Linked DNA regions of Sus scrofa: region 1 is linked to region 2. Evidence: chromatin contacts called from public Hi-C data. All regions are on one chromosome and are shown on one strand. The core of a region is the stretch at or near the end of the contact, and the rest is flanking DNA. Distances in the headings are between cores, read along the strand shown. Region 1 has its middle 7.9 kb from the start of IRX5. Region 2 has its middle 33 kb from the start of IRX6.

Evidence for each region. A called contact is a pair of places that touch in the nucleus more often than the background predicts.
Region 1: a Hi-C map of embryonic fibroblasts shows a contact between it and region 2, with 4 times the contacts expected there. The contact joins two enhancer-like sites. A contact is called at or near these places in 6 of 47 Hi-C or Micro-C datasets (brain, embryonic fibroblasts, fetal heart ventricle and 3 more).

The regions. Positions count from the first base shown.
Region 1 is chr6:30,504,584-30,509,742 of Sscrofa11.1, forward strand. No RefSeq gene overlaps it. Among named protein-coding and RNA genes, the nearest start is that of IRX5, 7.9 kb to the right of the region's middle. Within about 2 kb of position 3,893, at least 11 of the 83 cell types and tissues checked have an H3K27ac peak or open chromatin away from gene starts, as enhancers often do.
Region 2 is chr6:30,169,512-30,174,464 of Sscrofa11.1, forward strand. No RefSeq gene overlaps it. Among named protein-coding and RNA genes, the nearest start is that of IRX6, 33 kb to the right of the region's middle. Within about 2 kb of position 1,475, at least 19 of the 83 cell types and tissues checked have an H3K27ac peak or open chromatin away from gene starts, as enhancers often do.

The DNA of each region.
Region 1 (5,159 bases), core at 2,643-5,142, 340 kb after region 2:
GCCATCTCCTAAGGGATGCTTCCCGGACTGCCCTCCTTTGAAGAGCACACTCCCTTCCATGTCCTTACCTGGCTGAATTTTTTTTCCTAACTTCATCAGTCACCCAGAGATTGTGATAAGTCATGATCACACTCATTTGTTTCCTTTCTGCCTCCCTTTAAAATGCAAGCTCCAGGAGGGTGGGGACCTGGCTTTGTTCATCACTGCGTCATCGGCACCTGGAAGAGTGCACCTGGCACAGAGAGAGGCTCCGTTACCTATGCTGGAGGGAGGGAAGGGAACAGTTTAAGTGGAGCTGCCCTGTGGAGTAACCTGAAATTCAGGTCTGCCCCCAAAGGAGATTCCAGCCAGTTCCCTAAAGCTCAGCTCTAATCAGAGCTGCCTTCCCTGGCTCCCCAGTGTCCCCTCAAATCAAGCCCCAGAGAGTGATGTACAGCCAGAGAAGGTGGGGAAGGGGAAGCATGCTAAAGAACGTGAGCCATTTTCTCCGCCAGCCAGAACCCAATGCCTCAGCCTCCCACCCTCCCCTCGTCCCCCAGGCCTTGGCCAGCATCCGCAGTAAAGTCTTAAGAGAGCAGGACCCCAATAACTAAGCTGAAGGATTACTATGTGCTACCCACTAGAACCCTCAAAAAAACCAAGGTGGTTCAGGCCCATTGTACAGATGAGGCCATTGAGGTTCGGAGAGGTTATTTGATCTGCCGAAGAAGGACCCACAGCTTAGTAAGTTGTAGAGGCTGGACTGAGCCACCAAGGCACAAGAACCCAAGCAGTAAATTCTAACACCTCAGGACAACAGCCTACATCTCTCTCCATCTTTACACTGCCTGGGGTGCCCTGGCCACACTCGAGTCCTGGCTTCTAGGATGCTGAAGAGGGGCTGTCCCACTTCTGGGCCCATTGGCCATAGGAGGCCAAGCCTCCCCCCAGGCCTGGGTGGCAGGTCTGCAGGGGGTGGTGGTGGTAGGGCTGGAGCCTGCACCCCAAATCAGAAGCTGGTCATCAGAAAGCTGCTAAGGTCAAGGAAAGCGCCCAGGGCCAGGGCTGGGTGCAAAGGGAAAATCTTGCAGGCACTGAACCCCCAGAGGTGAACCCCCCAGCTGGGTCAAGTGCTGTCGCCAGGCCGCTGGGTATGGAGGTATGGACGGGAGCTCTCCAGCCCTTGTTTGATGAGCAGCGGCCAATAAATTCATTAATCATCATTTTATGCCTCATCAAACCCCCTCCAAGCCCCTCCATGGGAGTTACACAAATTAGCCCCTGAAAAGACAGTAATTTCAGTTTAGCGAGGTAAGTGCTTTCTGATGGGCTCCAGCGCACAGAGCTCTCCTGACAGGCCAATCCATCAGGGCGTAGGGGATGGGGCGAGGCCGGGCAGCCCTGCCCAGATGAACCTCCCCAGGCTACCGGGCAAAGGTTTCAGCCTAGGGCGCCCCCTTTCCCCAGCTCTATTCGAAGTCTGTCTTCTTCTGCCTCTTGCCCTCACCAGCCTTCTCCCCAATCCTCCAACCCTTCTAAACAGAAGAGAAACTTTGCTGAGAAAAAAACAAAACAAACAAACAAAACCCAAAAAAACCCGAGGCCCCAAACTGGGGAACAAACTTGTGGAGGGTGGCGGCGGAGAGGGACGCACCGGCGGTCAATTCTGACTCCCACCGGAAGAGGAGAGAACCAGGCAGCAATTTCTCCTCTTAATGTCTGGTGCTGCGACCTCTTGAAACTACTGTAGGGTTGTGTGATCTCGGGCATACATTACTACGGGGAGGGGAGTATCTACTCCAATCCTGAAAGAAATCTCAGGATCCAAAAGAGGGCCATCTGGGAATAGAGACCGGGGGGCTTCTTTCCGTCTAAAAGGCAGCTCCACGCGACTGGGGGTTGGGGTGGGATGCGGACGCGCCTGGCCTTTTTCGTGGCCCTCATGTGTCTTTCTTTCTGAAACCCCTACCTGGGCTGAAAGACATCGCCTGCGGACGGCAGCAAGAAAAGATTTTCTATCGAATGGGCTCAGCCAGTATGACTCCAGTATGGGGAGCTGAGTAAGAAAGGACAGGGGAACAAACCACAGAACGTGGTGGGGAGAGGCTGGGTATTTGCAAGCCCCAAGCCGAAGCCGCGCCTTCTCACTTTCCCGTCCTGGTGCACGGAAGGGCTCAAGAGGACCCTACCCGGCGGGCAGGGTCCAAGCAAAGGAGATGGACGAGGGAGCCGCCCAAGCCGAGGCGACGGACCCGCGCGCTACGGCCGCGGAGAGCTGGAGCGCCCAGCGACGCGCCCCTGCTTCATTAGCTTCCCCTCCACGCGGCGCTGCATGCCTCGGAAAATAAGTTAGCAAACGGGGAGCCGTTTATCTCTTTTATCTTGGGGCCTGATCCAATTAAATAAGTGCACATTTACATTTGCATCCATCAGGCGGGAGCGCTGAGAGCCCGAGGTTTGCTCGGAGCAAATAAAAGCAGGTTTCACTGGGGAAAGTGGCGTTTGGGAGCACAGGGCTCGTCTGGGCGCCGGAAACGAGCGCGGCCGGGAGGGTGGCCTTGGGGACCCAGGGTTGGGGACTCCGGCAGAACGGAGGCCAGAGATTCCCCAACGGCCCAGAGGGGTCGGCCAGCGCGGGGTGTGCAGCCAGAGCTGCAGCCCGGTCCCTGAGGCAATCGCGTTAGGCCACAACCTGGGCCCCACCTGAAGCCTGGGACCCAAGTCGCATTTAGAGCGAAAACGAAAAGGAGACCAGCACTGGCCTGGTCCAAAAGGGAGACACGCGGGGTGGGGCTAGGGACAGTCCCGCAGCTTTAGTCAGTCTGGCGGGAGGGCGGGATGCAAGATCTCCGCCAGGCCCGATCTTCCTCCTATTGGGTGGCCGGGTGGCAAAGAATGAGAAAAGCCAGGCTAACATCCGTGCACCGGGGGAGACCAGTTGATACGACCAGTTACCACTTCGGAGGGGTGGAGGGGCACGCCGCCTGAGCACCTCCTGCTTTGCACGCCCACCTCATTAAACGTGCTTTCGAGATGGGGGATTGAAAAAATTCGAGGGTAGTTTTGTTTTGTTTTTCCTTTTCCTAAAGATTGCCCAACCCACAGGCCAAAACGGTCTTTGGGGGTGCGGCTGCGTGGTAGACCCCCCTCCCACCCCACCCGGCCATACCAAACCTGTGTGGGGCCCAGAGGCCGGCCAAGGGAAGGCCAGCAGAAACGGAATGCATGCACCTGAAGCGGAGCGGCAGCGTCGACACTCCTTGGGCTTCGAACGGCTGCGGCCCCCACCCGCAGGCTGCGGCCCCCACCCGCAGACTGCTCCAGCCGCCGGCACGTTTCTCATTTGCCGGCCGCCTTGTTTTCGACACTGTGCCCAAGCCATGGCGGGAATCTGTAGGCTCCGCTTTCCGAATCCTCAATGTTAACTCGGTCCTGGGTCCCAGGCCTCAGAGATTGGGGTGGCGAAACAGTTTACGTTTGGCCCTCTTGGGGATCAGAACAGGCTGTGGGTTGGGGGCATAGCCGGGTTTCTCCCAACTCCTCCTCTCAGTGAGCCGCGTGGCGCCCAGGGACCAGTAGGCGGCGCCCTTCCTAAACTGCATCCTCCTCCGGCTCCCTCTTGGGAACGCAATCACATTCCTTTCACTTTGGGCGCTTTGCAGCGCGCTATTCTGTGCCTCTGCCCGAGCTGGCAGCTTATTATGCGGGACAGGTGGGCTGGGAGGTACGGTCAGTTCGGAAACTGCATGCCCGACCACCCCATCCCATCCCGCAGCCCCCAACCTTCCAGACTCCAAGAGCTGCGCACATCACCGGGAATGAAAGACCCCGAGGGGTTTGCAAACCTGGAGGCCTCAATGAAGGCCCCTCACCCAGGGCCGGGAGCAACACTTCCGCCCTGGCACCTCGATCGGATCCGTGGAGCCGGAAGGGAAATGGCCCCTTCCGCAGCCTCACCTCAGTGCCCAAGTATGCGCCCTCAGGGATTGACTGGGTTGTTGGCTTCTCACCCCAAATCCCAGAAACTGGTTGGGCCCTGCACAGAGGGGTAAGGGAAGAAACCCAGCCGGCTCCCAGTTTGGCGCTGCCTCGGGGGGACTTACTGCACGGACTCTACTCGGTGGCTCTCGGGTCTCCGTCGCCAAGGATTCAGCGACTAGTGATTCAGTTCCTAAGTGCCAAGCTAGGCTCCGCTTAGGGGCTGAAACGAGTGCAGCCAAGCGCAGGTGGCAAATGCCCGCGCAGCCCCAGCACCGAGGTGTCTTAGGCGCTGTCTCGCATAACATCCGAGACGCAGTTCCAGTCTTCGAACAAACCCCAATCCTGGACGGACGATTTCCCCCGGCGCCCCTTGCAAGGCGCATCGCCCTGGACTCGGCCCAAGATGCAGCCAAGCAGAGCCTTGGAGGTTCGAGGAGGGACTTGGGACCTTACAGACACGGAACAACTTCTGGGATTAGACACAGGAGGCATTTCCTATAGGCACGTACCTCGATCTGCTCGGCAGGCCGCCCCAAACATTAAAGTCTCTAGATACTAGAAAATTACTGGCTAGTGAAACCCAGCTCTGCAAAGGAGAAAACCCTAAACTTAATTTGGGGCTTGTATTTAGGAGTACGCAAAGAAAACCCTAGACCCTGCAGAGGCCAAGGACAGGAGGGATGCAGGCTGGGGGCAGCCTCTGGCGGTTTCGCTGCCCAGCCGGGAGACGCCTCGCTCAGCCCCTCGTTGGGAAGAAACGCCGCGGGCTCCCTGGTGTGCGGTTCCCATTCCCAGGCAGCCCCGCGGGCAATCGGCTCCCAGCCCCCGAGTCTTTGCAACCGAACCCGGGAGGCCCGAGCCGCGCCATTTGCATATTCCCAGGAACACAAGGAGGCCTGTAATTTTCTTTTTAAAATCGTTGGGCAGGGTTTAGGGCCAGTGCTTCCAAACCCCGCAGAGTTGATGTCCTTAAACTGTCTCTTAAGAGAAGGGGACTGGCCCATTTTGAGTTTTTTAGAAAAGAAGATGACTCCTGGGGCTGCATATTCAACAGGGGGGCAAAAGCTGATTGTGAGCCGGGCTGTTGGGGGCGGGGGGTGGATGGAGGAGGGATTGGGCGCGGGGGATAGGGCAAATCATCTCTGGAATTCAATTGTTTAAAAAAATCATTTATAATTAAAGGGACAAAATAAAATACG
Region 2 (4,953 bases), core at 225-2,724:
TTTCCAACAGGACGGTAATTGCAGTAATAATCCCCTTTGTTATAGAAGCTACTGTATTATGGGTGACCTTGACTTCTATTATGTACTGTTACCTTTAACTCAGAATCTATAACTCAGGGGACTATTAATTATCTTGCCATAAGTGCTGGCCCGAGTGGGGGACTTTCTGGAGAAGTAAATGCCACATCGATATGAAGTGGAGCCCCTGGGTTGCTAGACGGCTGTTATCAGTGATTAGGGCTCAGAGCCCACGGTCAAAGCCAGATTATTCCTGCTTAGGCTCCCACGCCAGTTCAAACTTTTCTCATCACTGTGACCTCTATCTGTGATTTACCCCAGCTTGCAAAACAAAACAGTTTACATATACAATTTAAACACGCCTACTTTTTCATCAACCACATCCCTAGGGTGTGCTCTGCTGCTTAGAGTTGCATAAAAATAAAACACTCTTTTCAAATATTTTCTTCCTTGGGGTATTTTTTTTTTCCTCCAATTTATGGTTTGTCTTGTGGAATTTTGTATTCTCATCTTCCACCATGTATGATCATCCGGATAGAGAATGTGAATTAAGCCTGCATCTAGCTCAATAAATGTCGAACATGTTGGGGAGACACAAAAATGATCGTTTTTAAAATGAGCTAGAAATCAGGTAAAAGGAAGATATTTCATTTGCCATCTTTTTCTTAAAAAGGCGAGCCCCAGTCAATATTCTGACTACCCGGCATCCGTTGGAAATTTTATCCTTCGATTTCAATCTTCAGTCAGAGCCAAGGAACTATTCCGAGAAGTTCTCAGCAATCTTGACTAACCCCAGAGCAAAATTTCCATTTCCCCCCCTAATGCCCTAATTGAATTTAGGGGGTCGGTTATGTTTCGCATAGGCATCTACCCCACATCAATGGTATACATTCAAAAAGAGTCTTATGGAGTGGATCAGATAAATATGGGCTGCAAATGTGCTGATTTACCCCAGCTTGTAAAACAAAACAATTTACGTATACAATTTAAACATTCTTTCTAGTTTTTCATAAACCACATCCCTTGGGTGTATAATTGAGATTTCCTTGCCACCCAGAAGATAGCGAGATAGTCCGCTGGGCTTTGTTCCTCTTCTGCCGGAGGGCGGCCGGAGCTGTGAGCTGCTTCTTAGAAGGGAGCTGCCGGCAGCTTCAGATCGGAGGCTGTCAGATGCTGGACCCGCCCGGCGACGCTAGGGAGCAGACTGACACAAGGATTATGGATGTGCCGAAGCCACCCCATCTGAAGAGGCAGAGGCGGCTGCAAATAAAAGCGTTGTCTGTTTCCTCCCGTATTTCGGTTCTATCGCCACAGAATGGAAGAGAAAAGAGCGAAGGAGGGCACGTTTCGCGCTCAGAGGCGCCTGCCAGTTTGAGCCAAACCGATCAGAGTCCTCGCATAAAACTCGGGAGCAGTGGCCAAGGAGGAGGAGGGGACGCTCTTTGTACCTTGGTTCTCCCGTGATTGAGCTCTGGAGAAGAGGCTGCAAAGCCTTCCCTAGGCGAGGCTGTGGCCTGTCCTAGGACCTGAATGGAATTTACGTCCATAATCAAGGAACGTGGGCACCTTTTCCCTAAGTGATGTCAGAATAACCTTAGTAAGCCAGCTCATTCTAATCGCTCACCAGCAGAGGAATGAATAAGTGAAAAAATAAATACAAAATTAAAAAAAAAATCACAGGTCGGCATACTAAAAGAGATGACTTAGGATGTTAGGTGGCAAAAGCCTGGTGGAGAATTTTCACGAACACATCCAGTGATACTCTGCTGACTCCTGAAGCCCTTTATATTTAGTAATAGAACAGAACCGAGGGCAGGAAGGAAACATACACTATTTCGCCCAGCCTCTGGGGAAGAAGAAGGGAAAGAAGGGACATTGAGACAGAGAGGGGGATAAAAAAGACTCCTGTTTTATATACATTGATTGATTTGTATTAAAATAATCTGATGCAAATATGATACTAACAAATATTTTTTTCTTTCTGGGTTGTCGGAGCTTGTTTGCTTTTATTATGCTCTGTCCCTTTTTTTTTGGTATTTAAATTAAGCAACGGTTTTTTAAAAAGAAAAATAATTGGAAACATGAGTGTATAAACCACAGACACAAGTCCACTCTCAACAGAGTTCAGGCCTTGGGTCCATAAGCCCCTAGATCAGAATATAGCTCAAAAGTTGGAGAAGTCAGTCACCTTTATAATTTTAAATCGCACCATTTGGGTGTAATTGGGTCACTTTTCTCCCTGCCCCTCTCCTTTTAGTCAAATTAAACTTATTGATTAGAACCCATTAGTATGTAATGGATTGTTAATTTGACTCTTTTTACAAATCATATTTATCTGCACCAATAAAATATTTGGATTTAATATTCATCTGTCATATTTATGGTGATGTTGATTGAGGGCCAAGCAATTTGAAGTGAAAGCAGGCAACTTGTCCTTTATTCACACAAGGGAAAATGCACAATTAGCTCCATGAACTCTCCCAAAGGTGGGAAGCTTACATATAAAGAAAATTTGAGAAAAGGCAAGAGAGGCTCCCCTGCCCCCGCCTTTTTCTGCAAACTTGTTTGCAATACTGCTCAGCATGGACCAGAATCGGGGTACCCCAGTGCCGTATTTGGTTTGTTTATAACGTGGTGGCAAAGTCTGTTAGGAGGAAGAATCGGATTTGGGGGAAGCATCAGTAGAACTGTGGCTTCTTGTGCTCATTTTGCTTATTGAGAAAAATAGAACCCAAAGACTCCTTGCATTCTTTTGCTGGCAGAAGGCACTTCGCAGGCAGTTCCTGAAAGGGAAAACATGAATACATTTTCTGTATATTGCAAATATATATTAACTGAATACCACAGGTGAGATGGCTGGCAGGAATGCAGGGCGAAATTATTGAAAGCTGCTACCGCGTATCGCATGCCTCTTCCCTACCTGGCTTCTGGGGTGACGATCAAAATATTTAGCAACCAGTACAGCACGAGCACCCACCAATCGGCGGCGTGGAAGCCAACAGAAAACAAAACAGCTGGTTAAGTCTGGTAAGTTATACCGGTGTCCCAGCTGAGTTTCTGTCCCGCTTGTTTCTTGAACAGGAAATCCTCCAAGTTCATTTAATGCTCAATTACAGGAGCCGTATTTGCCTCAGCTAATAAAGTGTTTGATTTTTTTTTTTGCTTTTAAAAAACACTTTTTATTTTTATATGTGTACCAGTTTTAAGGCAGATGGTTTTTCTGTTGCGTTTTTGTTTTTGTTTTTGCGGGCTCTCCTCGATCTTTTGAGAAGCAGGAAAACTATCCCATGTAACTAAATAAAAAATAAATACATGCTTTCCCTGATCCTGGCCAAATCCCATCACAAAGAGACCCAAGGCACCATCAGAATTCCTTTGTTGCCCAGGGGTTGCCCTATCAATATTGTATAAAGCAAGCAGGTCATTGGCTAGGCCTCAGAGTTCTTTTTGTTATTTCAAGGGTTTGGGCTGATATTTGCTATAACGAGAGCCAATCTGTAAAAATAAAATTTCTTTTTGCAAGGTGGCAACAAAAAATGTTGGCACAGCCAGTGTGGGGCTATGACGATGTTTGGTCCGCGGTCTTTGCAGATGAAGAGTTTGGCTGGTCATCATTAATGACGGAGCCTGATTTCTACAATTTTTTGATAGCCAGCTTCGGTAGAAACTCTACGCAGCTTATGGTCAAGTCATTTTACTGGGTTCAGGAAACTTCCATTTGTCACTTAGCAGCCACGTGTCAGAAGCAAGATGCTTTGAACACAAACTGTGATGATTTTTTTTTTTCAGTATCTCCTAAAAAGCTACGATCTTTCAGCAGTAGAAGACCTAGTTTTTGATGCAGTAACCTTTATACAAAAATAAAAAAGAACTGTTAACATTCCAGTTTTCATACGGAATACCATCACGATTTTTATTTTTTCTCTAAGGACCCCAACCCCCTTCATAAGCAGTCGTTCTTCTAGATAACTGAGTGGTGAGCCAGGATATGGAGAGGAAATGGGAAGTTTCCCTGGACTCAGCAGAAATTTGGTGTCAGAAGCAGAAATAGCCCCATGAAAAGTGCTGGGCTAATAGTCATGCAGTGCTTCCTTTACTGGCCGGGTTCTAGGGAGTAGATTTTTACACGAAGATGTTATGGCTCCAGACCGAACGGGAAAATCCTAGAGGACAGGGCATCGATTCCATTTGTTTATTTCTTTCTGCGGGATCTAATAAAATACATATTTGTTGAGTATATGGTAGACTTGGGGATGGGCAATGTCCTTGAAATCTTAACCAAGTTACTTCAAATGCTGACAATGCTGTTTTATCCTATCTGGACTGAGGTAGTAATTTTTTGAGGATTATTGAAAGGTTGGGCAATGCTTGTGCTATTTGGCTGTTGTAGGACCAGAGTAACAAGGCAAAAACATTTATAAAATACATACTAATGATTTATACAGTAAGCTATACTCCCTTAGGCAAAGATGTTATATAAACCACGAAGCATTTGGCCACTGCAGCATTTAAGACATCTTAAGATGCTTAAATACCATGAGATTTATAAATATTTGAATAGTTAAATGACTTTAACTTTGAAAGTTACCTAATATTCTGTGAGGGTTGACGCTGGAACTTGTTTTTCGTTTTTGTGTTTGAACGCACTTCATTCAGGTTGGTGCAGGCAAGTTAGCAGGGGTGCTTAATGGCATATCATAAAGGATTTAACTTAATTCCACCATAATGAATTAATTCTCCCAGTGACACTGTTTTCATTATAGATTTTAATGACATCACCTTGGCCAAGATTCAGGAATTCAGAACTCTTCAGTTCCCTGAATTATCTAAAAACGAAAAGGGAAGAATGATTATGCCTTGTGCCGATATTACTCCAACTGCGGATAAGAGCGCGCGGGGAATGCCTATTATTTTGAGTAGTCGAGTTAAAAATAA